Regions from separate parts of the Mus musculus genome. Here all the other regions are linked to region 4. The links are chromatin contacts, called in public HiChIP or PLAC-seq and promoter capture Hi-C maps. All regions are on one chromosome and are shown on one strand. Each heading gives the region's core, a stretch centred on a gene start, on an enhancer-like site or on the middle of the called end of the contact. The rest is flanking DNA. Distances are from core to core; before and after follow the strand shown.

Region 1 (4,094 bases), core at 607-3,106, 2.3 Mb after region 4:
GGTTTGTACACAGTACCCCAAAATAAAGTGTAGGAGAAAATAATCTCCCACTTCTCCAACATGCTTTGACCTGGTTATTCTGCAGGGACTATAGACAAGGAAATAACTTTGCAAGGCAGTCCTTTTGTAAAAGAAATTTACATTTGTAAAGGAAATCTGCGTTAGCCTGCATTCTGTACTAGGAACCGGCTGATGCCTATATCTTTCTTTTAACTGGGAGACTTTTATCTGCATGACAAGACCACCTGTTTGCCACATAATTCCTTTCCTTATCCCTAGTTAGCTTGTGTCACCACCATTCCTACAGAAGTCCTTGGACCTCATTCCTTTTTGTACCCCAGGAAGCTTCAAACGTCTGAGCCTTTGTATGATGTCATTATTTTACAGGACTCCAATGGATATGCAAGTAATTAAACCTGAGTTTCCTCCCGTTAATCTATTTCCTATCCATTTAATTTGCAAACAAGCCAAAGATGCTAGGAGGAAAGCCATTTGCCCTTTCCTTACCCCTTTCCTTACTATAAACTCTAGAACTACAGTTTGGGGAAGTCAGTGCCTCAGTTTCTCCATCTGCTATCGGGTAATACAAGCATATAACTCATTGGGTTGTTATGAAGATCAAAGGTTTCTATGAACTGTTTTTGTAGGTGAGGAAGCAGGCATGGAGAAGTTTGATAATTTGAGATAATGGAACTAGGGAAAGGTAGGCTGGGAATCACCCCCGAGGAGATCTCACTGTAAAGCACACTAGCCGTGAAGAGCAGCGATCCACATGAACTCCTTTGAAGGGAGAGGGGTGGGGGGAAGCCTTGAATTAAGCCAGGTGAAAACTTGTAGCTTTCAAGTCTTCATCCTTCTGTAGTAAATGAAGTTTTCGGAGTTGTACTGTCTAAAAGGGGCCAGCAGTTTTTGGAAAGAGATCTGAGGCCTGAGCCTAAAGGGCATTTGGCTGGGGTTCTTCCAGGCTCCTATCCTTTCAGGGAGTCCCAGTAAGATGACACTCAGTTTTTAGGTAGTAAATGACAACCTGAAAGAGACAACCCTTGCCATCAGAAATTGAACGTAAGCCAACAAGCCTTCCCCCTGGGCTTAATACATTTCCTAGGAAAGGCTGCTGGGATCCCAGAATGCTCACAGTTCAGCAGAGGAAATGCGCACAAATGCAAGCAGATGGGCAGGAGACCCCAGTCGGGGAAGATGTGGGGAGTTCCTGGTCCAAATACGGCCCAAGCAAAAGCTGCAAGACTTAATTTCGCCTCTCTGTGTCTTGGCGTGGTGATCTGGAAGGCCGTTACTAAATGGAGTTACAAAGATTTAACCCGGACAGAAGAGAGGTTTAAGTTTGGTGAGAGAAATGTTGGGATTTTGAGCTGGGTCTCTCTGAGGCAGCTGAAGAAGCAAGAGGCTTGCAAAGGAAAAGATACAAACCCAGTCAAAGGGAGCATGGGGGCTCTAGGGATAGTGGCTTGGACCGTCCCAAGCAGTGACAATTTGGGCGGGAAGTTTCTCCTATTCAGTTCTTCCAGTCTTTGCTATGTGTGTGGCTCGGGGTCTATCTAAGATTCACACAGAGCCAGGCCTCGCGCCTCATTGAATCCCTAAGGTAGGTGTATCTGGACACAGTAGATTGCCAACTAACAGAGCATCTGCCCGCTTGCACATTCGGTTTCTGCCCTCCGGTAAACCACTCCCCTCTTCCCCATGCTTGGGCTCCGCCCCTACAGTAGGCCCCTCCTAGGGTTCTGGCGCGCGGGCTCCGCCCCTCGTGTCTTGTACGCTTCGCCCCTTCCGTATGCTCCGCCCCTGCGCTCGCGCGCCAGGGCCGGGCGGCGCCGACGCACTTGGCGGGAGATAGGAAAGTGGTTCTGTGCGCTCCCTAGGCAGCTGCAGTTCCTGGGAACGTGCGACCAGACCTGCAGACACGCTGACGCCTGAGAGCACCGCCTGGGGCCCGGAGCGGCTCGAGCAGCCTGAGTCCTGACCCCGGCCCGGCTCCCGCTCCGGGCTCGGCCGGCGGGCGTAAGGGTGCGGCGGGGTCCGGGCCGGGGGGATGTCTCGGCGGACGCGCTGGTGAGAGGCTGCGGGCGCGCTGGGGTCCTCTCCCTTCTCCTTGGGTCGGCAAGCGTGAGATGGGGATCCCCGGGAGAAATGCACCCTGCGCCGCCCGATGCAGGGGCGCGCGCCACGTTAAGAGGCTATCGGGACCCCCTCGCTCGGTTCCTGGGCCTCCTGGGCCCGGGAGTCTGAAAGCGCGGGTTCCCCCTCTAGACCGGGTCCCAGCCCTGGGTGAGGTCCATCATCTCCCGCCTAATTGCAGGGTGGGGAAGGAAGGCTGTCGCTCGCGGTGTCAGCTGGAGGCCCATTACTGGGTAGGGAGAATGTCTCCCCTTGTCGCAGCGAGTGGAAGGCAGAAGCCTGGGAGACACTTGTCGATCAAGAGTGGCTCGAATTTGCTGGCGTTCCTTTCTTGTTAGCATTCCGGGAAGCACAAAGCCCCTGGGCCCTCCGCGGGATGCGAGACGGGGAATTCGTTGTCTCATGGGGTTTCGGCGGCCGGTTCGGTTTGGTTTCAGAAGCCTTCTTCCTGTCCCACGCTAGTTTTGGGCAGTTGGGGATGAGTAAAGACTATTGGTGTGCAACGAGACTGCTCTGCTAGCAGCCTCTGAGCCAAAGGCAGGAACTGGGTTTCCCTCTTAGTTCCCTAGAGGTTAGGTGGCTGGGTCAAGTCTGGACTTTTGGGACACCTGTGTATCTGGGGCCTAATCGCGGGGCTTTCCAGCCTTTCTAAGGCGTGGGATAATTGGGTTCTGCTGTGTTCCTTCTGGGTCTTTCCAATTCAGAACGCCTTTCCACCGTCTTCAGATGGCCGAACCTGGCCTAGGATGAAGATAAGGCACAGAGATGCCTGCTTGCTTACTTGCAGAGTTCTTCGTGGCTGGGTTGGGTATTGGTTTGGTCTGTGGGTGCTGATCAGGGTGGCTTCCCATGCCCCGGTGTCTAGGACAGTTCAGTGCCCAGGAAGGGCATCTGGAAGTACTAATCCCAGAGCCCCGGGCTTATCTGAGGGTCTCTTTTGTGAAGTGTGGACTCTGTGCCCCTGCATCCTCACGAGCCTTTCTCTGCCACATGGTGTGACTCCCTGTACCCCAGTGGCCCACTTCCCTCTTGGCCTCTGACTCACCTTTCCCTGGAGCATAGCCCAGAACGTACAAGGGCAAGAGAAAGGGTATGTGTATATACAAAAGTGTGACTTTTCTTTAAACAGCACACTGGCCTCTGCTTTTCATGCTACGGTTCCTAGGGAGGTTAGGGTGTAAAAATGTGGAGCTTGGTGTGACATAATCGTTGTCGGCCTCACTTTTCCCGTCTGTTAAATGGAGCCCTTGAGAATGCGCAAGAAGGTGTGTGACTGATGGATACTCCCATCTGTTTAATAGTGTGACCATGCCGGGTAGCAGCAACACATGTCTTTAATCACAGCACTCAGGCAGGTGAATCTCTTCAGTATACAGGACAGCATGGTTTGCAGAGTGAGTTCCAGGGCAGCCAAGGCAACATAGAGATACCTATCTCAAAGGACCCCCGCCCTCCAAATACTGTCACTATTACACAGCACTGAGGCTTCAGGCTCTCTTACACAGAGCCTTTTCCCTAGGACACCGGCTGAGCTTCTAATAGAATCTGGGCCTCGTGCTGGGTTTTGGAGAAGCAAACTCAACTGATAATGTTTAGTAGATTTTGCCTCCTGCTTTACAATGGTAGGTGGGGCGTGCATTGGGTCAGCACTGACAATACAAATCTGCTTTCTGGATTCTGTGACGCGTATTGCTAGGCTTAGGAACTTCTTTTCGTTTTCGTCGGGATTTTTTTTTAGAATTGTTTCGTAGGCAGCATCTTTGCAAGTATCCATTCATTCACAAATCCACTCCTTCCCTGGGCAAATATTTCTTTAGGCCTTTTCTGTGCCAAATTCCAGGATGTGAAGTTGGAGCTGACCTTTGTGGGTGAAGTCAAGAGCAGAGGTTGGGGCTGAGGGCTGGACCTGGCTTTCCAGAGTGCTTGTATGTGTGTAGGAGTGACAGGGAGGGAGGCTG
Region 2 (3,724 bases), core at 653-3,152, 2.3 Mb before region 4:
CTATTTGTTCTACTTCTATTCTCTTTTACAACAGTTCATTTTTGTGTATGAAATAAAAATGATAAGAGAGCCTCGAGTTGGAACTGAGCACAACTTCTTTCCCTCATTTAAAGGAATGGAAACCTCTCTCCCCTGTAGCTTCCCTACAAAAAAACTAAAGAACTAAGTCTGCCATGAATTAAACTCTCAAGGTGGAGGGACTAGAGGTATTTTCATTTTTCCAAGTCCTTTTTTTTTTTTTTTATTTTGAGACATGGCCTTATGTAGCCCAAGCTGGCCCAAAGCACTCTGTGTAACAAGTTCAAGGATGAATATGCTACTACATATGGTTTGTGTAGTACTGGGAATCAAACCCAGGACCTCAAACACACCAGGCAAATACTCCACCAACTAAGCTATGTCTGCAGTTCCATGTGCTTTAAAAAGATTCCCAGTCCTCCGTGTCTGTCACTTTTCCAATTCCCATCACCCACTCCTCTTCAACCCTATCAGTCTGATCTTCCATAGATGTTCAATATTCGGTGTTAGGAATGTGGTCGCAAGTAACAGAAAACTCAATGGATTGTGGTATAAATAAGGCCCACCACCCTCTTTAAAGCAGGAAAGGAGTACAGAGTCCATGCAGTTTCCTTGGTGTGTCCTAAAGAGGCAGGTTTCTTTGCCTTGTTTTACATTTATAGTAGAGTCTTCTGCAAGATCTCAGAATGACTGCCACATCTCCTGGCATTGTATTATACCATGGTTCCAATCATGAAGTTGGGGAAAGTTGAAGGACACAAAATTTCTCAGGACTTCCTTTATATCCTAAGTCTCCCTTGGAACTTTGGTTTATGCTTTATGGACTAGAACTTTGTTTCACTGGTATGCTGTCAAGCAGGGGAGGGGGCTTTGCTTTTTGGCCTCTGTAGTGTAGAAGTGGGAAGGAGAGAGGGGCTTGGAATAGTGACCATGTGATAAAGCACTTATCAAAAACTGTCTAATTGAACTTTACTGCTTCATCCACACACTGTCCTGGCACATTGTTACCCACCCCTTCCCCTCTTCCTGTAGGTGAGGTTGTGGTCTTAAAGAATCCTTGTTTTATCTCTTCTACGAGGGCACTAGTTTCTTCTTCACTCCTACTTGGTTCATGGTCTCTTCTGAGGATGACAGTCACCGTTTTCTCTGCTTTCCATACAAATGTGTTTTTTGCACAGCCTAACACCCTGATCCCTCCACCTCTGAGTTCCAAGGTCAGTCACAAGGCCAGGCTCTCTATGAAGCTGTCTCCATCCCTCTTTCCTCTCAGCCTGACACGTGGGGAGTACGTCTAAAATGTTGTTACTTTCCTCGTGGAAGTTGAAACGAAATTCTTGACAGTGGTACTGTTTGCAAAACGTCCGGTGCATGGCAGGTGCTCGAACTTGTATCTCTTGTTAGTAATAGCTTATCTCCCCGATCAGATACAACTCGTTGGTGACAGGTTCTGAATCATCCTTTTAAAGCACGTCAGGCCTGGCGAGGACATTGCCCATAATAATGCTGCGCCCATGTAATAAGGGGCTGGGCAAAGGAAGAGCTACAATGCTGAGATGTGAGACATTCCTTTAGCCTGAATGGTAGCCAACTTTTCATAGAGAAGCCCCTTACTCTTCTGCACTAAGAACATGTAGAAGCCAGATTGCTTCTGGAGCTGGCACCGCGATGACGTAAGTGTCCGTCACTTTACTCCTCCCACTCCACCGAAGCCCGAAAGGGGGCGGTGTGGGCAATCGCGCTTCGCGCGGCCCTCTGGGACGGCTGCGCACGCGCAGCTTCCGGCTCCAGGCTCGGAGACTTATTTGACGCTGCCCACTCGGTCCCTTCAGAAGTCGCGGGTCAGCAGCGCCGCGCAGGCGCAGTAGTCCCTTCGGCTGGGGAATTATTTGACGCCACCGCCCCTGGCAGTCGGAAGTTGCTTGAACGGAGCCCAGCCGGCCGGCCAAGCGACCGGTGTTCGTCGTCCCCTGGGCGCCCTGGGAGAGTCACTGACGGGTGGACGGACTGACTGCCGGTGGAGGGCCGGCCGGGGCAGTGGCAGCGCGGGCCGGATGGCGCGGGTCGCGTGAGGCGGCAGGCCGAGTGCGGCCCGCGGTGCGCCCGCCCAGCGATGCGGGCCCCGCCCGTCGCCTCAGGTACGCGGCGGCCGGCGCGGTGCGGCCGGACCCTCCCCTCTCGCCGTGCTTTTTTTTTTTTTTTTCCCTCTCCTCAGCAGCTACTGAGGCAGGGGCTCTTTGAACCTCCGCTGCTCCCGGGGCCGAGCGTCGGCGGGCGCATTCCTGGGTTCTGAAGTGGCCGCACCGGGCGCGGGAGCACAGTCCTGGCCCGCGGATTCTGCCGGGTGTGAGCGAACCCGGGAGGGTCGGACTGGCGGAGCGCCCCCCTGGCAGCCTGGGGACAGGGGCGGGTCTGGAGTGGCAGCGGCAACTCCGGGGAGGATGCGGTCCACCGAGGGGCAGGTGGAGTTGCTGCCGTCCGGTGAGGATGCTACTGCCCAGGGCACGGTGACGCTTGCGAGGAGAGTAAACAGCCACCCTCCGCAAATGCTTGCTTTCCGCCAGGCCCAGGCCAGATAGGGAATTTGAGCACCCTGCACGGCAGGACTGTTACCCCATTCTACGGACCAGGCAACCGAGGCCCAGAGCGATCGGGCGCCTTTGGTGCCCAAGGTCATAGAGCTGGGTAATTTGAACTCAAGCAGCCTTGACAGTCCGATCCAGGTTCTTAACCAATTAGGTCATTGGATGTCCAACTTTGATGCACGGTAAAAATCACTTGGGGAGTTTTGAAAAGATTCCTGGTGCCATAGCACCTCAAACTAATTAAACCACCATGTCTAGAGGGTAGGGGGAGACAAATACTAGTATCTTTCTAGTATTTGTCTTTCCGGAGATCCCCTAGTGGTTCTGGGCTATAGTGAGGTTTGACAAGTGTGAAAGCATGTAATCTCAGAGGTCTGACAGTGCCTCTCCAGTTTATGTGTGCAGGAGGATGCTTGTTAAGATCGTGGATTCCACTGGCAGAAATTCATATTGTCACTCCCTTCCCCCCAGCGCGCCCTTGTTCTATTGCTGGAACTCTCCATTTCTCTGCCTCAGCCTCCTGAGTGCTAGGATGGTAGCTGTTCACTAAGAGAGAACTTTTCCTTAGATCCACAGACTACCACCCCTTTGGTAGGTAGGCCTCCTTGAGGGTGAGACCCAATTATGGATTCTTAGCAGAGCTTTTAAAAAAAATGTATACATTCCTTGCAAAAACTGTTGGTTTACAATTTCCCATAATATACGGCACTCATGGTTATGGTTTCTCTAGCCTCTGGACTTTTGCATACACTGTTCTTTCTACAAGACAGGCCTCCGTGTTTTCTCAGCACCCTACCCGAACACATACACCTTCTCATATGCATCAATTCTGTCTATTGCCCAGCTCTCAACAGTCCCTTCAAGATCCTCTGCCTCCCCTGAGCCCTGCCCATCTTGGCATTATTGTAGAGTAGCTGACCACATGTTTTTCTGTGTTGTACTCCTAAGCTCTTCTGTAAGGTTTTGATGGCAGGGACCATGCTTTTCTTGGTGTCTGTCTGTCTGTCTGTCTGTCTCTCCCTCTTGGAGTACTTTGACATCGAGGCCGACAAACATTTTTTGAATATAGTGTTTAGTCCCTTTATGTCATAGACCTCATGCCGCAGAGGCATCTGTTTTCTTTT
Region 3 (4,012 bases), core at 964-3,463, 2.1 Mb before region 4:
GTGGTGGGGGCTTGGTGGTGGGGGCTTGGGGGTGGGGAGGGAAGCATCTAACTTCCTGGGTTCTAACCTGGCTTTCTCTCAGGTTCTGGCTGACACTGAGCAGGACACTTTATTGCATTGCAGCCTTGTGGGTTTGCCTATCTGTAAAATTAGGAATAAAAAGAGGCCCAGTCAGGATATTTGAAGATGGAAGACAGAATAAATCAAGTGATCTCTCAGAACTGGGTCTCACAGAGCCAAGAATTGGGGGTAAGAAGTACAGGTGGCGGCTACACTTGCTCTGGTAATTCCAACAGAATAGCCATGCACAGTTAGGGAGGTAAAAAGTGGATACGTAAACGGCCCCATTTCTCACTGATGAAAAAACCCTTCCTGCTTCCTGTAACAAAAGCACTGTACGGCAAAGCAAGGAGAAGCTTAAGTACTTGGGACCTCCTCGTCAAAGAAGGCATCCATGGCCATCTTAAGGTGTGGAGGGGCACAAGAGGTCACTACAAAGGTACTAGGTCCCTCTGATACATATGTCAGGTGGGCAAAAGAATTCCTCCAGGAAAGGGGGGCAGTGAAGGGGACGGAAACCCTTGTCTGGATGAAGTTCTGGGGTGAAGAGTCTCTTCTGTCCAAAGCCTTTTGGGAAGATGAGGTGCCTGCATTTACTCTCTTTGCTTCTGTCAAGTGCCTGAGGGTGGCCAGATTTCGACCTGCTGGGGAGAAGGATTTTGGTCATGGTTTAGCAGGAGGTGGGGGTTTTGCAGTGGGCATGTGAAGGAAGGGATGGTGGCGGAGTGACGAAGACCACTCTGTCTGTTGTACGAAGGTCCCCAACCTGGGATAGAGGCCTCTTCCAGAGACTGTGAGAGTGCTTGAGGTGAAGGGGGGTGACTAGGGGTAGCCCGTCTTGTCCTGGCAGCTCCTACTTGCTGGTCAAAGCCCTCAGGCCGCCCTACTTGTGCACTGACCTGAGCTAATCTAAAAAATACCGCAGGGGAGGTAGAGACTGGGGTTCCCAGTGAGAGAGAGTCTCCAGACGGGAGAAAAGGAGCGGGAGTCCTTGTCATTTCTGTCAGCTTTCTTAGGCTCAGTGACAACAATGCTTCTCCTTCATCTAGGCTGGGTCCCATCTCGTGGTTTGCTGCTTAGGAGTTTGAAAGAGAACCCAGCTGGGGACGTAGACAGGGACCCACAGAAAGCAGCCGTAGCTGACCCATGCCTCATGAAGACTACAAAGGGGCTCACGCCAGCACGAACGCAAGGCAACTCCTTTCAGAAGCGCCAGCTCGGCAATGAAACTCGGCTGCGCAGCAAACCACACACGGAATACGCACGGTTACCAAAGCTGCCGCTCAGAGTTCACACAGCGCCAACCCACAGCTGTATCTAATGCGATGTCTTTGTCTCTGGATCTCTTTCGTCTTCGTGCCCGCGCGCACTCGCATGACACTCAACAGAAACATCCAAGCTCTCTCAGTCCGGGGGCGGTGATCCTAGCCTGGCCGAGCGTACCCATGTTTCTGAGCTCCGGTCCGCAAGGCTGTCAGCTCGCCTTGCCTTTCGTCTATCCTGACCTTCTCAGATAAGCATTTGCTTACCGAGGGGGCGAGGGGGCGTCCTCAGAATCCCTCCGAGAGAGAGAGAGAGAGAGAGAGAGAGAGAGAGAGAGAGAGAGAGAGAGAGAGAGACAGAGACAGAGACAGAGACAGAGACACAGAGACAGAGACAGACAGAGACAGACAGAGACAGAGAGAGCGCCCAAAGGCTAGCCTTTCCCTTCCACTGCGCGCAGTTGATGGTGAGGCACCAGCTCCTACCACGGCATCCCTGGACGACAGAAACAGCTCAGATGGTCCAACCCAGGGCTGACTTTCTTCAAAAGTAATCCAAGACAGTCACTTCTGTCATCAGGATGGACTTGCAGAACAAGTGATAGATGGCAGAGACACAAACAGACGACCGATCGGCCGGCCTAGCTCTAGAGACTCTCACCTGTCTGTCCTGTTGGTTATCCGGACGGTTAGCCAGAGGATCCGGGGCCCCCGCACAGCTCCGGGACTCTGGAAGATAGTTCCGAGGGTGGGGACCTTCGAGAACCAGCCCACACTGAACTCCTCCCTCCTTGTGGCAGCAGCAAGGTGGGACGGGCCAGGACGTCTGCTTAGCACCTCCTCCAGAAATGCAGCACTTGGGGGGCCCCCACCCTTTCGCGCGCTCCTTCCCACCGACCTCCCAGGGGTGCACCTCTCCAGCCTCGGTCGCGCTTCCGAAACCTTTGGTGCCCCCTTTTCCTGGTCCCGACCCCCCACCTCACGCCCCCTGGTCTGGACAGCATCTCCCCCTCGCCGCCCTCCGCCCACGCACCGCCTGACTCCGAGGGGTGCGAGCGCATTGGGCTGCGCCCGCGTGGGGGCGCCGCGCCAGCCTCGCGTAGCTGTTCTGACGCTGCCGTCGCCGCCGCCCTCCGCAGCCCAGCCGGCACCCGCACCAGCTCTGCAGTGCACTCGTCGCCTCTCGGGCCGGTCCCACCAAGAGCCAGACTGTCGTGACCGGGGCCAGCCTCGAACGTCAGGCGCGAGGGTCATGAGCCAGAGCGCCCTGGGGCGCCGCGCGGAGACCCAGCGGAGATAGCAGTCCTCGCTGCCTTGACGCGCGCCCGCCGCGTCCCCAGACCCTTCTGTCCTTTTCTCCCGCCCCGCCGCCGCCATGGCCACCCTGCTCCGCAGCAAGCTGACCAATGTGGCCACCTCCGTGTCCAACAAGTCCCAGGCCAAGGTGAGCGGCATGTTTGCCAGGATGGGGTTTCAGGCGGCCACCGATGAGGAAGCGGTGGGCTTCGCGCACTGCGACGATCTCGACTTTGAGCATCGCCAGGGCCTGCAGATGGACATCCTGAAATCGGAAGGCGAGCCCTGCGGAGACGAGGGCGCAGAAGCTCCCGTCGAGGGAGACATTCATTATCAGCGCGGCGGCGCTCCTCTGCCACCCTCTGGCTCCAAGGACCAGGCCGTGGGAGCTGGTGGGGAGTTCGGGGGTCACGACAAACCCAAGATCACGGCGTGGGAAGCGGGCTGGAACGTGACAAATGCCATTCAGGTGAGTGCGGGATCCCCAAATCTGCTTGCCATCACCCCCCACCTGAGCTGTCCTTGCCAGGCTCTGCCCCCACACGAACCCCGCAGAGGTCTAGGTTTCAATGCCGCCTTCTCCCAGGACTGGATAATTTATCTCCCCTTCTCTGACCTTCCTAGCCATAGGGATCTACGCCCCCAGGCGGTGTTCTCCTCAGATCCACTCTTGCTGTTCCTGCTACAGGACAGCCTGGCTGAGGTTTGGGGTGGGGGCGGGGGCGGGTCACAAATCCAAAGACCCTACAAAAGCTGGAGACATGGGGAAGGGCGGGAGTCGGGGTGGGGGAAGAATGAAGAAGAAAGAAAATCAAGATCTGGAGAGTTAGCCTTGAGCTCCAGAATGGAGTCCCAGCTGCATTTTCGGAGGACAGGGAGAAAGCTGAGCTAGGGAGTCTCCTCCTCGTGACACATACAGAAGTCGTGCACGCGGACAGGGCTAGACACGGTCCCCTTCCTCACTAACAAACAGGCATATGACGTGCATCTATTTATAGTTCGCAGGGTTACCCTAAATGCACTTGACCATACCACAAGACACTGCAATAGCAGCAATACCTTTACACAGCAAGTGCCTCTGCATTAGCTTAATCTTAACTCGTGAGCACACACACATGCACGCACACGCACGCACACGCACACACACACTCAAGCAGACAGCACCCACTTGGCTGGTGCAGCTCTGTTGGACACATACAGATACAGGTACATAGGAACGTCTATGGTAGAGGGACTCCGCAGTACGAAGCTGCGAAGACTAGCTCCTCTTGCTGGAAATCCCGGCTGCACCGCAGAAACCTGAGAGCCTCCTCCACAGCAGGCCAAGCTGCTCCAGAGCCTGAGAAGGGTCCTAGGCCTTCAAACCTGTAACCTCTAATCCCTAGGCTGCCACC
Region 4 (3,584 bases), core at 457-2,956:
CCTGTTCAGCTCCATCTGCCCTCTCTGTCTAATCATCCTGGCTGGCCATTCCCCTCCACTGAGTAAAAACCCCAGGGCCTTTGCACATGCTGTTATTCATACCTGGAAAGTACTTTCCTCCAGCCTTCCCTTCAAAATACATATGTCCATCTCTTTACACCATTTGGCCTCTCTTGAAGTCCTACAGACATAAGACACAGCTCCTCTTACTTAATGATTGGCCAGCTAGCCAATGGCCACCAGGATTACCTCTCACCCAGTGGGCTCTCTTGTGGAACACAGACACTCAGCTTCCCACTTATTACATAGCCTGACTTCAAGTCACGGGGCTCTGAAACCTTGATTAGAAGATAATTAGGATCATGAGTTGTGCAAGCCAACCTCAAGTCCAGTTTCCGCCTACATCAGAGGCCTGTCACTAGGTGGCAGTCAGTCTATCTCAACTCCCCAGTCCCTCAGGACAAAGTTCCTCAGTGGTATACAGAATTCGGACGTTCTTGAGACCACCCTCAAGGGAAATAGCGCATCTGTCACTATTTGCCTGGCAAAGCGAAGGTGGCCCAGGTGGGTGGGTTGTCCAAACCCATACATCACAAATTCTAGTCTCAGGAATCCCAGGGGAGCTTTCCTGCAAGGGGATGTTGTGTGGGACTTCTCACCTCTGAAATGCAGATGCTGTCCAGAGCTGCAGGGTAGCTGTCCAACTAACTGTCTGCTCATCATTGGCCAGACGGCAGGATCAAGGGATGCCCTCGGGTTTACCCGTGCTGTTCAGAGAACGGCTTTTGGAAGATTGATTTTAAGTTATTTAACAGTCACAGACAGGTGTCATGTCTGGAGAATAGAGGCAAAGTCCGCGGTGAGGGATGAAGCAGGAGAGATAGGGGAAGGCAAGACAGGACTGCTGGGCCACGAAGCTGTGCTGATTTGAAGCACAGTGGGAATTCACGTACGCAATTTCAAAGGCTTTAGTGGTAAATTCTGAAGCTCAGATGCAGGCAAGACCCAAGAGGATAGTGTACACAGAGAGAAGAGGGGTCCTCAGGATCGTGCGTAGAGTGGAGAGAGCCCCAAAGGCAGGAGGGAAGAGCCTCAGTGGATTACTTAGGGATGAGGGAGAGAAGAAAAAAGGTTCTTGCAAGGTGTGGGGTCTTCCAAATTCAGGAGTTCACTGCCATATAGAGAAGGTGTAGCGGGTGAAAGGGGCCATGTGATGAGGATGGCAAGCAAGGCTGTGGCGCAGATGACGAGATGCCTGGGTCGGGAGGTCAGGGGAGACCCAGGATTGGGGTCACCTGTGTCTGCGCAGAGGGGAAGCCACCCTGCAACTGGCCCAGCACTGAGTCCAGAGGAAAATGAGGCAGAGGACAAACCAGAGCTTCGGAGACTAAGTGCAGGTAGGGCGCGGGCGGAGCGTGAGGAGGGCAGCGGACCACGCGAGAGGCCTCGAAGGCCACCGGACCCGCGTCCGAGAGTCTGAGGGCCCTGCCCACACCTGCGTGGCCCCCTCCCCAGAGGCCACACTCCAAGGCCACCCTAGAACCCGTCTGTCTGCTCAAGCCCTTGCAAAAGACGTCTGCGCAGAGGGGGCGTGGCAGGCGTGCTGTCACTCACGGCCTGTTAGCCAATCCACGAGTGCGCCCCTCCCCGGAGAGGGTGCGCGGAGGGCCCGCCCCCGCCGCCACCGCGGGTGTGAGGAGGCCAGGCTGGCGCGGCTCCCTCCGCCCGGCAGCCTTGCCAGGTAACCGGGTTCGGCGGGAGGGCTGGGGGTCGCGCAGCCCCCTCGCTCCCTGGGAGGCGTGCACACTGCCGCGGCGGGTCCCGTGTGGGCCGGAGGCCCGTGCGCGCGTCGGACCGACGGGCCGCAGCCTGTGGGCGGGGTTGCGTGCGTGACGGGCGGCCGTGCCCCGCGTTGTGTCAGGCCTGCGCGGGGAAAGCTCGGCCGAACCGAGGTGTCCAGGTCCGCCCGCTGCGGCCTGCCCCGGGTTGCGGGGCGCAGGCGCGGCGGTGGGCGGGGGTCGTCCCCAGGAGCGTCTTTGTTCCCGGCGCGCTGAGGGCGGAGCCTCACCCCGCCCCGCCCCCGCGCTCAGTCCCCGCCCCGCGTCCGCCCGCAGGAGCTGCCACCGGGTCCCGCTCGCCTCCCCGGCCGCCGCCACCGCCTCCGCCTCCGCCGCTCCGGGCCCGCCGGCTTGCGTCGCCGAGGTCGCTGCAGCATGGCGGGCGTCGCGACCCCCTGCGCCAACGGCTGCGGGCCTGGCGCACCCTCCGAAGCCGAGGTGCTGCACCTCTGCCGCAGCCTCGAGGTGGGCACCGTCATGACTTTGTTCTACTCCAAGAAGTCGCAGCGGCCAGAACGGAAGACCTTCCAGGTCAAGTTGGAGACGCGCCAGATCACATGGAGCCGCGGCGCGGACAAAATCGAGGGGTCCAGTAAGTGCGCCCCACTCCGGCCTGCCTCGCGCCTGCCCGCCTCCCAAACACTTGGGCAAACTTTCGGGCCTCGCGCCTGGCGCCCCGTCTCCGCCCAGTCCCTGGTGGTCACTCTGGGGCGGGTGGAGGGGGGCATCCGGGTCTTGGATCACCTGATAGGACACCCCCTCCCCCAGTAGGGGGGGAGTGTTCCAGGCACTTTGCCCTGAGGCCTAAGAGTCCTCACTGGTTGGACAAGTGGAGTGGGATTCCGGCCCTTAGCATCGGGCGGCTGTCAGTGGCTGTGAGGGGAAGCCAAGACAGGGACCCCCTCATCCAACCTGAGAACCTGGGGAACCGACAAGATCTTCCTGCCCACTGCCATTTCTCCAGAGTGTGCTGTCTGTGAAAACTCCTAAGAGCTCCGGGATGGGCTTATTGGCGCAAGAACCTTTGGAATCCTCATGTAGAACTTAGGCAGATGTTGGGGTAGGGCTGGTTGTGGAGCAGAGCGGGCCTACTCATCTCCCTCTTCTTTGGGAGGATGGGGTATGAAAGCTAAAACCGTGACTGCTTCCCCCTCCCCATGTCCCGTGGATGGTTTTTTTTTTTTTTTTTTTTTTTGCCCCAGATCTGAATTTTGGAGGTCCATGGTGCTAGGCAGCCATCCAAAGCTAGAGCCAGGGCTCCTTTGCCCTTGCAGCATATAACAAGGAGCTTGCATTCAGAAAGGTTCCCTGGCCTTGGGTTTTGAGGTCCAGCCCTTTGTGTTGGATGTTCTCGTGACCACAGGGTAGCCCAGAGTTGCTCCTCTGGTTTCCTGTCGTAGCCTTCCCAGACCTGAGTGTGGTGGGTTTACACACAAGTCTCTGGTGGGAGAAGTAAGTCAGGAGTTTTGAGAAACCTCGGCTCTTTCTGATAGTCATTTTCCTCGGTGTGAGGCAGGATGAGGAGTCTTTGCAACTCCAGGCTTTGAGATGTTTCTTACAAGAACCCCCAAAGAGTCTATGGTTGAAGGGACCTAGCCTAAGAGCCAGGTCTGTGTTAGAGAAGGGGGGGTGGTGTCAGGAAGTAACAACGGAGAGAAGGTCCCACAGATCTTCCTGGGGATGGTGTACATGTGTGTCGATGGGTGAGGAGATGAGGAGGAAGGAAGGTTTCTGTGGTAAGACAGC
Region 5 (4,157 bases), core at 1,566-4,065, 2.1 Mb before region 4:
TTTTCTTTTTCATTCTTTCTGCGCTCTCTCTCTCTCTCTCTCTCTCTCTCTCTCTCTCTCTCTCTCTCTCTCTCTCTCTCTTTCTCTCTCTCTCTTTCTTTTTTGAACAGGCTTTTATGTAGCCCAGGCTGTCTTCATACTTCACTGTTCAGTGACCTTGAACTCCTGCTCTTTCTGCCTCCATCTCTCAAATCCTGAGATTATAAGCATACGGTACCACATGGTGCCGCCTCACCCTGTTCTTAACTGAGTTCTCTTTTTATTACTGAGCTCTAAGAGTTCCTTATATGTTCCAGATATTCCCTCCTGTTCTGTAGGTCATTATTGGTTGACTTATGGTTGCCATAACAAAATATCCTGGACTGATTGATGGCTTAAATCACAGAAATTTATTTTGCTTGTTTGTGTAGACTGAAGTCTAAAATGAAAGTTGGTAGGTTTGGGAGCCAGGAGTGGTTGTGCATGTCCGTACCTTAGCATTCGAAAAGTAGGGAGGAGGATCAGGAGTTCAAGACCAGCCTTGGCCAGATAGCATGTTCCAGGCTAGCCTGAGCTATCGAGTAAAACTGTATAGAATAAAACTCCAGAGGCAAGTAGGTTAAACTTCGGATCCATTTTAAGTTATTTCTGTTTGTGGTGTGAGGTAGGGGTCAGTCTTCATCCCTTGGCATGTGACTCAGTTTCCCCAGAGCAATTTATTAAAGACTGTTCCTTCTCCACTGAGCTGCCTTGGCACTCCTGGTGAAGGGGCTGCAGATGCAAAGCCTTCGATCTGGAGTCTCAGTTTTGTTTCATTTGTCTGTATGTTTGTTCTTACAGTTTTACCACATTGTCTCGGTCTTGATTGCTATAGCTTCCTAGTAGGATTGAAATGAGGAGGCAGGGGTCCCCTGAGTACAGTATGCCTTCCCTTTGGGTGTCTAGTACTGTGAGAGATGTCAGTGAACTGTACAACACCCAGATTTGGTACCCCCTACCCCAGTCAAGACTTCGGTTTTCGGGGAAGGGGGGGAACCCAGGCTCTAAGTTCTGTGCATGCCTAGAAGAGAGATAGATGGTTTCCCCTCCCACTCCGCCCACAGCTCTTGATGGAAACCTTCTGCAGAGAACAATGGCCCCTCTGGGTTATTTTAAACTTCACTCTAAGCCTTCTCCACCTGCTCTGCTGTCTCTAATTGCTCCAGAAACAGCGTCATTCACAACTGGATTATTAATGAACTGAGCGGGGAGCCTCGGGCACATGAAAGGGGACTTCAGACTTGGGGAAGTCTTCGAAGGACCCAACCAGAGGTGGGTTTTGTTGTTTTAAGACAAGGTCTCATGTGGCACAGACAGGCTGGCCTCAAATCCATAAGTATGCCTGAGAGCTGGATTTACATGTGTTTGTTACCACACCTGGTACTGGCACACATGCAGGGTACTGGTGTACACACAGGGTACTGGGGGCTGAGCCCAGAGTTTTGTGCCTGCTAGGCAAGCACTCTATCCACTGAGCTATATTTCCTTACTCAACCCACAGGGTTTTGCTCCTCCAAGAAAAGTAACTGAGTGTATTCAGCAAGTAGGAAATCAGGCAGGGTGTAGTGACCCTGCCTTTAATCCCAACATGTCTTTAATCCCAGCACTGAGGAGGTAGAGGTCACCGGATCTCTTGCTTTTAAATCCAGCATGATCCACATAGTGAGTTCTGAGCCAGTCAGGGCTGCTGAGTGAGACCCTGTCTTAAAAGAAAATAAAAAGGAAATCAGTACACTTGGTGTTGCTCCCGGCTTTACCGGTTCTATGGTTCTATCCCTGAGTGTTTCAAACAGGATTACGGGAGGATCCCTGAGACCTAAACTGTGAATCTTGTCTGCCTCCCCAGCTGCTTAGCCCTGGGTGCCTCTGGCTCTAATCTGGAGGCTGGGAAAGTGCAGGAACAAAGCCCTTTGTGGAGAAGAGAACCCCATTGTTCTAAAGTCAGCTTTCAGGGAATGCGGATTCCAGAGAATGTTTGGGATAGGGCTTTTCTCTTTGTCCACTTTCTCCCCTCTCCCTGGGGGGAGGAGCAATTTAAAGGAGCAACTTTCAAAATTAGATTAAACAGAGTTAAACCCATTGCCTTCGAGGGAAGGCACACACTGCAGGATCTTCTGCCCAGCAGCCGCCTAGGTTACATGACAGAAACCCAGGGCGTTTGGGTCTTGTTCTTAGCAGGAAACCTCAAGGAAGCAGCTGGGCCTAGATCTTCCGGGCACCTCAGCTGGTGAGAGTCATCAACCTAGGCATGACCACTTCCTTCCTCCTTCTCTTCACCTCCCCTCTTTCCAGAGCGAAAGAGTGACTGGACTCCACGTCACAGGCCATGGTCTATTGCCTTTTCTCAGGTAAAAGACCTATCTATATAGCCCCGTCCTCTAGATAAGGCCTGGCCAAGTTCCTGATGTTTGTGGAGCCTTCAGAATCAAGCTCAACGTGGGAGATTGACTTTCGGGCACTGAACTGACCCCATTCTCTGCTACTACAGGTAGGATATTATCCCTTTCTGGGCCTCACTGGGTCTATCTGTCAAATGGGAATAAAATACCACCCTGGCTTCCCCCCCTGTCTGTACTGGAGGTTAGAGGTGGGACACAGTCAAGGAGAACTATCCTGAAGCCTGACTGTGTCTCAGCTGCTTCCAAATTCCTGCAGCTCAGAAAAGGGGTCTTCATTTGGAGGGCGCTAAGATCTAGACCTTCTTGTTGCTCGGTGACAAGCCCCTTGGGGATGCGCGGGCCCACCCCTTTCCCCCGGGAGCTGAGGCTCCGCCTTAAGGGAGGAGTCAAGAGGCGGCACGGTGGCTCGCTACCCAGCCGAGCTGGCTCTGTCGCCGCACCACCAGCTGCGGCTCTGGGACCTGCGGATCGAGCCGGGGCCGGAGCCGCCCGGGGTAGGGCTCGAGAGAGCGGGTGAGTTGAGCGGCGCCGCATTCCTCTCTGCACTCTGCGGATCCGGCGGGCAGGTGTCTCGGGCCCTTCCAGTCTGGCTGGTGGAGAGGGGTGGCTCAGCCAAGGGAGGGTGGCTTAAGATAATTGGGGAGGGGGGCGGTGGCGGTGGAGTGTGCTGGAAAGGTGCAGTCTCCCACATCTCGCTATCGGATGGGGAGGCTGGTGTAGAGAGTGAATTGGCAGGGCTGCGATGGCTGGATTCTGGGGGGCGATGTGAGGTCCGTGGTCTGTCTGGGCTACTGTCTGCCAGGGTTACAAGGCTGGGTGATGAAACCACAGAACACCAGACGCCCTGGGCAAGCGGTCTACGAGCCCGGCATGGGGGCGCCGCCCCCTCGCGTGGCGGCGCTTGGTCTGGGCAGGCAGCGCGCTGAGAGCGCTGCTCCGGGGGTGGGAAAAGTCCCGGGGGCAGGCGTCCCTAAGGGCAAACCTGACCTAGTGCGGGATCTCCACCCCTAGAGAGTGTCGGTCGGTCCCGGTAGCCCCCGGCGGGGTGATTCCCCAGAAGGGATGCTCTCGGCCTCTTCGCCCGCCGCCTTGGGCGCGAGCTGCGGGTCCCGGCGCCCAGAGCGCTCCACTCCTCGCGAGTCCCGCGCATCCGTTCCCGCAGGGAGCAGCGCCCCCGAGCGCCCAAGACAGGCAGAAACGGCGCAGCCCTACCCCAGAGGTCAACTGAGGGGTCTCCCACAAGGTCACGCAGAGCACCCTGATCGCCCCGAGTGGGAGCGAGGAGCCGGAGGCTCTCCTACCCGCCTCCGTAGCGGATGCAGACTCTCTTCCTCTGCGCTCCCCTCCCAGCCCTGCCTCCAGCTTTACGGAAGATGTTGCTGATGCAGCTTCCAGCCCCGGGCGGATAATCGGGTCTAGGTGAGCTGTGACTACGGCCCTCTCTGCAACCCACTGGAGCGCCACCACTACTGGCCAGGCCTGGAAGCCTTTGCTCTCCTGGAATCAGAAGGGGGGGGGGGCAGAGATGAGGCTGCACAGAACGGAAAGCCGGTGCTTGTGCGCCCATGTGATTACACTGCTCATAAAGGGCTCCTGTTCTTGCTGTCAGAGGCGCCCACCAGCTCCTGGTTCCCGGGAGCACCAGGTGCGGCCTGTGAATCGCCCTCTGTAGAGGACCCGGAGCCCGATAGTGCCAGGCGCCGTTTCCCTCCAGGCTATCTGGGGAAGGGGCTGGCGGTC
Region 6 (4,022 bases), core at 230-2,729, 2.3 Mb after region 4:
TAGGCAGAACACTGTATACATAGTGTTCTAAAATATATCCTTTTGAAATTCGTATTTGGCCAGGCGATGGTGGCGCACACCTCCCAGCACTTGGGAGGCAGAGGTAGGCAGATTTCTGAGTCTGAGGCCAGCGTGGTCTACAAAGTGAGTTCCAGGACAGCCAGGGCTACACAGAGAAACCCTGTCTTGAAAAAAAACAAACAGAGCAAGAGAGAGAGAGAGAGAGAGAGAGAGAGAGAGAGAGAGAGAGAGAGATTGAGATTCATATTTGTATGTGTGTGTGTGCGCGCGCGCATAAACATGCCACAGAATACTTGTAGAGGTCAAGAGGACAATTTACAGAAATCGGTTCTCTACTTCGATTATGTGGGACTCGGGGATTTAACTCAGGATGTCAGGCTCAGCCTTTTTACCTGCTGAGCCATCTCAATTCAATCCATAATCCTCATAATAAACCTTTAGAATCTATCCTCAATTTACACGTAGAAAATGCTCCAATTAAGCAGCATGTTCAAGTTCACCAGATACAAGTCATTTCTCAGACACCGGACTTCGGAGCAGCTGACTCTAAAACCCTCAAGCTCCTTCTGCAACTTGGTACAGTGAGAGAACTGCTCCAGGAGCTGCTCCCGGTCTGGTGTCCTGGCACTTCTAGTACACTTACAGTACCGAATGATCCCGTGACTTGCCCAAGTCCAGATCCTGATCATTTGCATCCTTAATTGCACACTTGATCATTTGCATCCTTAATTGCACACTCTATTCAATTCTGCAGCACTCCACTAGAAAAGTTTCCTGGCTGAGACTTAACTCAATGGTACAGCTCACGATGTGGAAGGCTCTGGATTTGATCTTCAGTGGGAGAGAAGAGATCGTTCTCTTTCACACTCTTTCCCACTTTCTAAAATCGTCATAACCACAGTCGTGAAAAGTGCCTTAAAACTTGTGTATTTTAATATCCTTAACGCATACTGCTCTGTATTAAGACATAGATGAAAATAAAAACTGCTGAGCTTCCTACATGTGCCTGCTCCAAGTTTTGAGGCTGCAGAGGCTTTGACTACAAAGCCACAGACAGCCCTCTCTCAGTGAAGCCTCTGCGGAAGCAAGCGTGTTTCCCGTTTCCATGGCAACCGTTGGCCCAAGCCAGTACCTCTTCCCGAAACGCTTCCCCAGCTCCACAATAGTACTACATCTCCGGCGCGTCACCACTCCCTACCCCAGCTTCTACTTCTAAATTTTGGTAAGACCTGGCATTTTAGGTCTCCTGATCGCTACCCGGCAAGAGCCTGCCCGGAACCTGCGTCCAGGCCAGGCCGGGGCGTGGCTTGCCGCAGCAGTCCCCGCCCATAGGCAGGCCGGAATTCCCGGCCTGGGGACCTACCATCTTATTGGTCTTTAATAGCAGTTGCTAGCAAATGAACAATATAGGTTCCCTATTAAAAAGTGACTCCTTCAGTTTGGATACAGTCTTTACCGGGAAACGGGCCAGCCCAGCGCTAGCCCCGAACCCCTACCCAACAGCCCCCAGCGTCCGCAGCCACCAGACACAGCACGTCTGTCGCGCTGTCGTCATCACGCCACGACGGAAGTCACTCGGGGCCCGGAGCCACGCCTTCTCGGCGCGCGGCCTTGGATACCTGGCGGCCTCTGGCCTCAGGTAAGGAGAGGTCGGGTTGTGCGGGCCGCCAGGTCGTTGGTCTGGCTGGAGACGATGACGGCCTCGCCATGCCGCTCTGGAGACCCCTAGGCCAGCCTTGTGGGAATCCCGAGGTCGGCAGAGGTAAACTGAGGACGCGGAAGTGGGCTGGGAACTGGTCCTGGCGATGATGTAGAATTTCTAGCTCCTCGGACTGCGCGGATTTGTCGTAGTCCTGTAGAATATGAAAAAACCTAGGATGGGGAGCCATCAAATCAGACTCAGCTATCGTTGCAACCACGCTTGGTGTTTTTCGTCACTTTGGCAAAATTTAGTATACCATGTTAGATTATTGAAGAAAAAATAAGAGAATGGTTGGGCAGTGCTACCCAAATATTGTTTCAATATTCTTATTATTACCGATTTTTAAACCTTATCCTATTCTTAGGGAAACTCATTTCTAATTCTAATAGGACAGGACCCCAGATCTACTGCTCCTTCAGAAGGAGGTGGTGGGGTTAAACTACAGTAAACTGTTACCTCGAAGTGTATTCTTCCGTTAAGAGCAATTCAGTACTCAGAGAAGGGTATTCACTTTTCCCAGAAATCTGCTCCCACCCCAAATACGTCTCAAAAGCAGAAAAATATAAATCTCAGTACTGTGATGTTTGGGTTCTTTGTGGCACCGTGTAGTAATAGGTCAATATCACTAACATGATCGTTGTGACGTTCTAATCAGGAAACTGGAGAAGGCAGAGTACAGCATTGTAGGTACACAAAATGAAAACAAGCATGTTCAAGTACAGCTCTGTTAGCCGGCTGTGATGGCACACACCTTTAACCCCAGCTTGGTCTACAGAGAGAGTGACAGTGCTACACAGGAGGAACACTGTCTCGAAAAACCATAAATAAATAAACAAAGAAAGAAAGAAAACCGGCTGGTGAGATGGCTCAGTGGGTAAGAGCACCTGACTGCTCTTCCGAAGGTCCAGAGTTCAAATCCCAGCAACCACATGGTGGCTCACAACCATCCGTAACAAGATCTGACTCCCTCTTCTGGTGTGTCTGAAGACAGCTACAGTGTATTTACATATAATAAATAAATAAATCTTTAAAAAAAAAAAAGAAAGAAAACAAGCAAAAAAATAGCCGTGTCATGTGAAGTCAACATGACAAAATGTTTTCAATTTCATTGAAGGGGTTAAGGCTGCAGCTTAGTTAATAGACTGCCTGCATGAGACCCTGGGTGTCTGCCTGGTCCTCAGAACAGGGAAAAAAAAAAAAAAGTCATTTGAGAGGCAGCGGCATGGCGGCAATGTGCCTGTAATCCCAGCACCCAGGAAACTAAGGCAAGACATTAAAGAGTTCAAGGCCGTCCTCCACTGCACAGTGCATTAGAGGCGAACCTAGATTATAGGAGATTGTCTCAGAAGAAACAGTATATTGAAGGTCTCTCCTATCAGCTCTTAAAACATGGATTGGAATTGTGCAGTCGCCTAGTAATTTAGGTAAAAAACAATGGTACCCAATATGAGCATCAGAGTAGTTTCAAATGGACCAAAAATAGTTTATATATATATATATATTTCTTTTTTATTTACATTTGTTTGTTGTGTGTATGTGGTACTGAGTGCTCATGGAAGAGAAAGGACGTCATCCTATGGGTGTTTCAGGCTTGGGGGCAAAGTGTCTGCAACTACTGAGCCATCTCTTCAATCTACAAGTGGACGTAAATTTCAGTGTTAAAAAATTATATCATAGGGCTGAAGAAATGGCTCAGTAGTTATAAAAACACTGGCTGTTCTTCCAGAGGACCCAGCTTCAAATCCCAGTACCCAGTACACATGGCAGTTTACAACTTCTGTAACTGCAGGGATTGGACACCTTTATACACATAGACATACACTTTGGCAAAACACCAATGCACATAAAAAGAAAATACATAGCACGTTTGCCTGCACAAGACCTACAACAGATTGGGCCTGTCAACATTGTCTCGTGGAGGGGACAGGTCAGGAGGCCTTGCCCCTCCCTGAGACTCTGTGGGCACTTAAAAGTTGCTGGGACAGGGGAGACATTTTCTTCAATGGTAAGGCATCACCACACATTTCTCACATTCCCACAAGCAATCCAAACTATGGTTATTTAAAAAAAAAAAAAAAAAAAAAAAAAAAAAGACATGAAAGTAGAGGGAAACCTGTCTGGGAAGAAGGGAGTCAGTGAGCGGGCACAGGAGCTCATAGGGAGAGGGTGGTGCAAGTACCTTATGTGCATTCTCGGAATTATCACATTAATATATGCTAATACATTTGTTTGTTTGTTTGTTTGTTTGTTTCGAGACAGGGTTTCTCTGTGTATCTCTGGCTGTCCTGGAACTCACTCT
Region 7 (3,632 bases), core at 712-3,211, 2.4 Mb before region 4:
ACCTCACTACAGGCCCTGAAACCGCAAAGCCAAAGGATCAAAAGCTAACACAAAGCTCTCCTCTTTAAGTTGCTTTCCTTGGTATTTTGGCTCAGCATCACACTGGGAGTCTGAAGTCAAGGCACTGCAGAATCTGAGCCCTGCCTCACACCACTCCCGTATCACAGGCTGATGGATGCCTTCCTATTGTTCCCAAGTGGCAGAAGGAAGAAGCAAGATCCAGGGGACCCTCATAACCTGATCACTTCCCTCTTCAGAGATCTTGCAACCTGATACTACCATGGTGGGAGGTAGGGTTTCAAAATGGACTTAGGGTAGGGAGTCACCATTCAGTCTGTAATACTGGAATAATAATTAAATGGGTCAAAACACCTGAAATATTTTGTGTGCTCAAAAATACTGGCTGCTGGTTGTATTCCTTCGTTGCATTGAGATCAAGGTATCAGAGTCGTATCATACTGGGATGACATGGCTAGACTGGACTAGATGGTGAAACCAGTAAAGGCATGTGTCCTCAGGAATGACAACCTGCCAGGCAGTGGTAGCACGTGCCTTTAATCCCAGCATAGGTAGGCAGATCTCTGAGTTTGAGGCCTTGAGGCCAGCCTGGTCTACAGAGTGATTTCTAGGACAGCCAGGGCTACACAGAGAAATCCTGTCTCAGAAAAAAAACAAACCAAACCAAAAACCACTCCAGGACCACGTGGTAGAAGAGACCAACTCAGAAGCGGTCTTCCAATATCTAAATGTGCACCATGACATGTGTGCCTACCAAACACACACACACACACACACACACACACACACACACACACACACATCAACCTAACTCTTAAAAAAGGGCACATGAAACAGCCGGGCATGGTAGCACACAGCTTTAATCCCATCACTCAGAAGGCAAAGGCAGGAGGATCTTTGTGAATTCTTCAAAGTTAGCCTGGTCTATGTAGTGAGTTCCAGGACAGCTAAGACTAAATAGAGACCCTGTCTCAAGAAAGGCAAGTCAAACTAAAACAAGAAGCACTGCTGAGCCACTTGCATGAGCTTGATGTCTCTACTTCACTTTGTGCAAACCCTCCTGGATATAGTATACTGAACATTCCATAATTCATTCCTTATTTTCCATCAGGCTTTAGACTGTCTTCTCTTCAGAGACAGCCCTGATGTCTACGCTGGATAAATAAATAGGTCACCACTGTCACAATCTGCCTACCACTATTTCATTTGTAGTGCTTATGGTTTTTTTTTAACATTTATTTTATTTTATGTGCAATAGTTTTTTGTCTGCATATATGTCTGTGTAAGGGTGTGAGATTTTCGGAGTCACAGTTATGAGCTTCCATCTGGGTGCTGGGAATTGAACCCGGATCCTTTGGAAGAGCAGTCAGCGCTCTTAATCACTGAGCCATCTCTCCAGCCCTGCACTTATGATTTTTAGTGGTTGAATTTTCTGGCCTATTTGTTTATCATACTGATTAAAATATAGCCGAGTTATGGATCATGTTTGTCTTATTCCTTTTATTTTTTAGTGCGTAGTCTGGCCCTTGATACGATATTATGGGTGGATGCAAAGCTAGATGAGTATATGGATAGATGGATGGATGGATGGATGGATGGATGGACAGGCAGACAGATGCATGCAGATGAATAGATACATAAGAAGGCAGGTGGGTCAGTATGATAGATGACTAATGGGATGAGAGGAAGCTGGCGTTCTGCACATATTTTCTGGCAAAATGGATGCATGGACTGATCGGAAGAATGGAAGCTAGGACTAAGGAAGGAGAGCCTCGATGGCGCAGTAAGCATTTCGGTTCTACTCCTGCAGGGGACGCTGCAGAGCCACGCCCACTGGCCAGTTGCGCAAAGGCGAAGCTGGAGACTGCAGCGCGCGCAGCCGCAGCTGGGCAGACACTGCGGTTTTCGGGGAGTGTCCTGCGCAGTCCCGCACTGCGGCACTCACTCACGCACTCAGCCTGCTAGGCAAGTCACCTCGGCTCTGCGCTCTTGGCCGCTTCCAAGACCTCCAGTCTTCTTTAACCGGATAAACCCAGGAGCCGGGAAGCTAGGGTGCAGGCGTGATCCTCCAACCCTTGAGAGCTATGGACCTCCTGGAGTACTGGAAAAGAGATCGTTGGTAGGCTGGGACTTCCGCCTTGCAGGGTCGGTGGGCTACAGTTGAGCTTACGCCCAGCCTTAGGGGAGGGAGCCGGTAGGAGAGAAAGACCAGGGGACGCAGTGCTAGTGTCCGGGCGGAGGTGGAGGGTTGGGGGCTGAACCCAGGTGAGGTTCATGAGGCATGCGAAGCCTCTTGTCCTTTCTTACACAGGGTTCTCGGACTGTTGACCTGCGTCCTTCCAAGCTGATAAGCCCAGGACCCTAGGACGGGATGCTAGGACTCCTGTGTGGCGCCTTGCTTTGAACCCTTTCCCAAGGGCTGTTTCCCAGATGAGCCTTTGCCGCAAGGCCCTCTTGACACCAAGGATGACGACGCAAAACCTGCGGCAGCCAACACCCCTCTCCCCACTCTCCGCACTCACTGGTGGGTGCCACCATCCAGGAAGCAAGTATCCCGGTAAGTGCTGCGGGTGCACCTTGAAGCCTGAGTGCCACCTAATTTTAGCCTACCTATGGGCACCAGCAGAGGGGTAGTGTGGAATTCACCCAGGTTCAGAGGTCAGCCTAGCAAAGACCCTGTGCAGGAAAGCTTGGGAGTCTGGACTCAGGCCATAAAGACCTCAGGTCCTTTGTGAACTAGTTCCTTCATTCCCAGGTAGGGAAGTTGCAAAGGCAGATCTGGCTGCTTGTCTTATTTTGAACCCTAGTGCCTGGCTGTATGGTAGCTATGCCCTGTGGTATGAATGAAACCGATTTCTCATTTTGAACGTAAGTTGGTCTTCGAGTGGGGGCAGGTAGATTTCATATGGCTGAGGTCTTTGAAGCCAGCGGTTAGCCAGTTAGCCAGCATTTTTCCATTTGAGGTTCTTTGGCAGGAGATGGGATAAAAAACCTTTTGGAGTCGCTGCCGTTTATCAGAGCTTGGAGGAACGATCTGAAAAGTGCTCTCTGACAGGTAATGTGTTGTTAGCATCTTTCTTTGTTCAGGAGAAAGTGCTGCGTCATTAGTTATCCAGCCTCGGGTGTATCTGTTGTATTTGGCTGTCGCACCAGGTTCTCTGCCCAGGTCAGACTTGGCCAAGTGACATTTAGATGCTGATTTAAATGCTTCTTGTTTATTGCAGAATTGACAGCTTGGTGCAGAGGGGACATGAGAGGTGTCTCTGTCCAGCTAGGAAGCAGCTGGACCACAGCGCTCCCAAGGTAGGATCTGAACCTAAGATGGCTGCCCTCCGGGAAGGGGAAGGAGAAGGGGAAGAGGGGCGGGGCTGGAAAGATGGCTCAGTGGTTAAGAGCACTGATAGCTCTTCCAGAGATCCTGAGTTCAATTCCCAGTAACCACATGGTGGCTCACAACCATCTGTAATGGGATCTGACACCTATTCTGGTGTGTCTGAAGACAACTACAGTGTACTCATATAAAACAAATAAATATTCTTACAAAAAAAGAAAAGATGGCTGCCCTCAAGAGATGCTCACAGGTTCCCAGGAATGGGATAGACTGGAAAGTAAAC

The links. HiChIP or PLAC-seq counts read pairs in DNA pulled down with a chosen protein or histone mark. Capture Hi-C pulls out chosen DNA fragments and counts their contacts.
Region 1: an H3K27ac HiChIP or PLAC-seq map of regulatory T cell precursor shows a contact between it and region 4, with 15 times the contacts expected there. The contact joins the promoter of Mybl2 here to the promoter of Plcg1 in region 4. A contact is called at or near these places in 1 of 39 promoter capture datasets (pre-B cells) and 3 of 115 datasets of contacts at active chromatin or transcription factors (large pre-B cells, regulatory T cell precursor and stem cell-derived neural progenitor cells).
Region 2: an H3K4me3 HiChIP or PLAC-seq map of embryonic forebrain shows a contact between it and region 4, with 6 times the contacts expected there. The contact joins the promoter of Ralgapb here to the promoter of Plcg1 in region 4. A contact is called at or near these places in 3 of 39 promoter capture datasets (cranial neural crest, pre-B cells and second pharyngeal arch cranial neural crest) and 4 of 115 datasets of contacts at active chromatin or transcription factors (double positive thymocytes, embryonic forebrain, embryonic limb bud and 1 more).
Region 3: an H3K4me3 HiChIP or PLAC-seq map of forebrain shows a contact between it and region 4, with 11 times the contacts expected there. The contact joins the promoter of Slc32a1 here to the promoter of Plcg1 in region 4. A contact is called at or near these places in 5 of 115 datasets of contacts at active chromatin or transcription factors (SST interneurons, embryonic midbrain, forebrain and 2 more).
Region 5: a contact with region 4 is called in a promoter capture Hi-C map of liver, with 2.6 times the contacts expected there. The contact joins the promoter of Ppp1r16b here to the promoter of Plcg1 in region 4. A contact is called at or near these places in 1 of 39 promoter capture datasets (pre-B cells), 1 of 15 datasets of contacts at CTCF or cohesin (large pre-B cells), 6 of 115 datasets of contacts at active chromatin or transcription factors (cardiomyocytes, embryonic stem cells, forebrain and 3 more) and 2 of 9 other capture datasets (embryonic stem cells and liver).
Region 6: a contact with region 4 is called in an H3K27ac HiChIP or PLAC-seq map of thymic regulatory T cells, with 10 times the contacts expected there. The contact joins the promoter of Ift52 here to the promoter of Plcg1 in region 4. A contact is called at or near these places in 1 of 39 promoter capture datasets (pre-B cells), 2 of 115 datasets of contacts at active chromatin or transcription factors (astrocytes and thymic regulatory T cells) and 1 of 9 other capture datasets (liver).
Region 7: an H3K4me3 HiChIP or PLAC-seq map of forebrain shows a contact between it and region 4, with 6 times the contacts expected there. The contact joins the promoter of Snhg11 here to the promoter of Plcg1 in region 4. A contact is called at or near these places in 2 of 39 promoter capture datasets (hippocampal neurons and stem cell-derived epiblast-like cells), 1 of 115 datasets of contacts at active chromatin or transcription factors (forebrain) and 1 of 9 other capture datasets (embryonic stem cells).

What each region holds. Positions count from the first base shown.
Region 1 is chr2:163,052,779-163,056,872 of GRCm38.p6, forward strand. Mybl2 (myeloblastosis oncogene-like 2) reads left to right here and starts at 1,857. Exons shown (of 14, transcript NM_008652.2): 1 at 1,857-2,070. The coding sequence starts at 2,051.
Region 2 is chr2:158,407,951-158,411,674 of GRCm38.p6, forward strand. Ralgapb (Ral GTPase activating protein, beta subunit (non-catalytic)) reads left to right here and starts at 1,903. Exons shown (of 30, transcript NM_001291138.1): 1 at 1,903-2,153.
Region 3 is chr2:158,608,545-158,612,556 of GRCm38.p6, forward strand. It overlaps Slc32a1 (solute carrier family 32 (GABA vesicular transporter), member 1), which reads left to right and starts at 2,214. Exons shown (of 2, transcript NM_009508.2): 1 at 2,214-3,087. The coding sequence starts at 2,698. Gm14204 (predicted gene 14204) reads right to left here and starts at 2,179. Exons shown (of 3, transcript NR_040359.1): 1 at 1,984-2,179.
Region 4 is chr2:160,729,604-160,733,187 of GRCm38.p6, forward strand. It overlaps Plcg1 (phospholipase C, gamma 1), which reads left to right and starts at 1,707. Exons shown (of 34, transcript NM_021280.3): 1 at 1,707-1,741; 2 at 2,115-2,430. The coding sequence starts at 2,214. It overlaps Gm52567 (a long non-coding RNA gene), which reads right to left and starts at 1,144. Exons shown (of 2, transcript XR_003954082.1): 1 at 103-1,144.
Region 5 is chr2:158,664,320-158,668,476 of GRCm38.p6, forward strand. Ppp1r16b (protein phosphatase 1, regulatory subunit 16B) reads left to right here and starts at 2,816. Exons shown (of 11, transcript NM_001159662.1): 1 at 2,816-2,930.
Region 6 is chr2:163,015,874-163,019,895 of GRCm38.p6, forward strand. Ift52 (intraflagellar transport 52) reads left to right here and starts at 1,480. Exons shown (of 13, transcript NM_172150.5): 1 at 1,480-1,660.
Region 7 is chr2:158,373,752-158,377,383 of GRCm38.p6, forward strand. Snhg11 (small nucleolar RNA host gene 11) reads left to right here and starts at 1,962. Exons shown (of 5, transcript NR_164123.1): 1 at 1,962-2,137; 2 at 2,330-2,575; 3 at 3,243-3,321.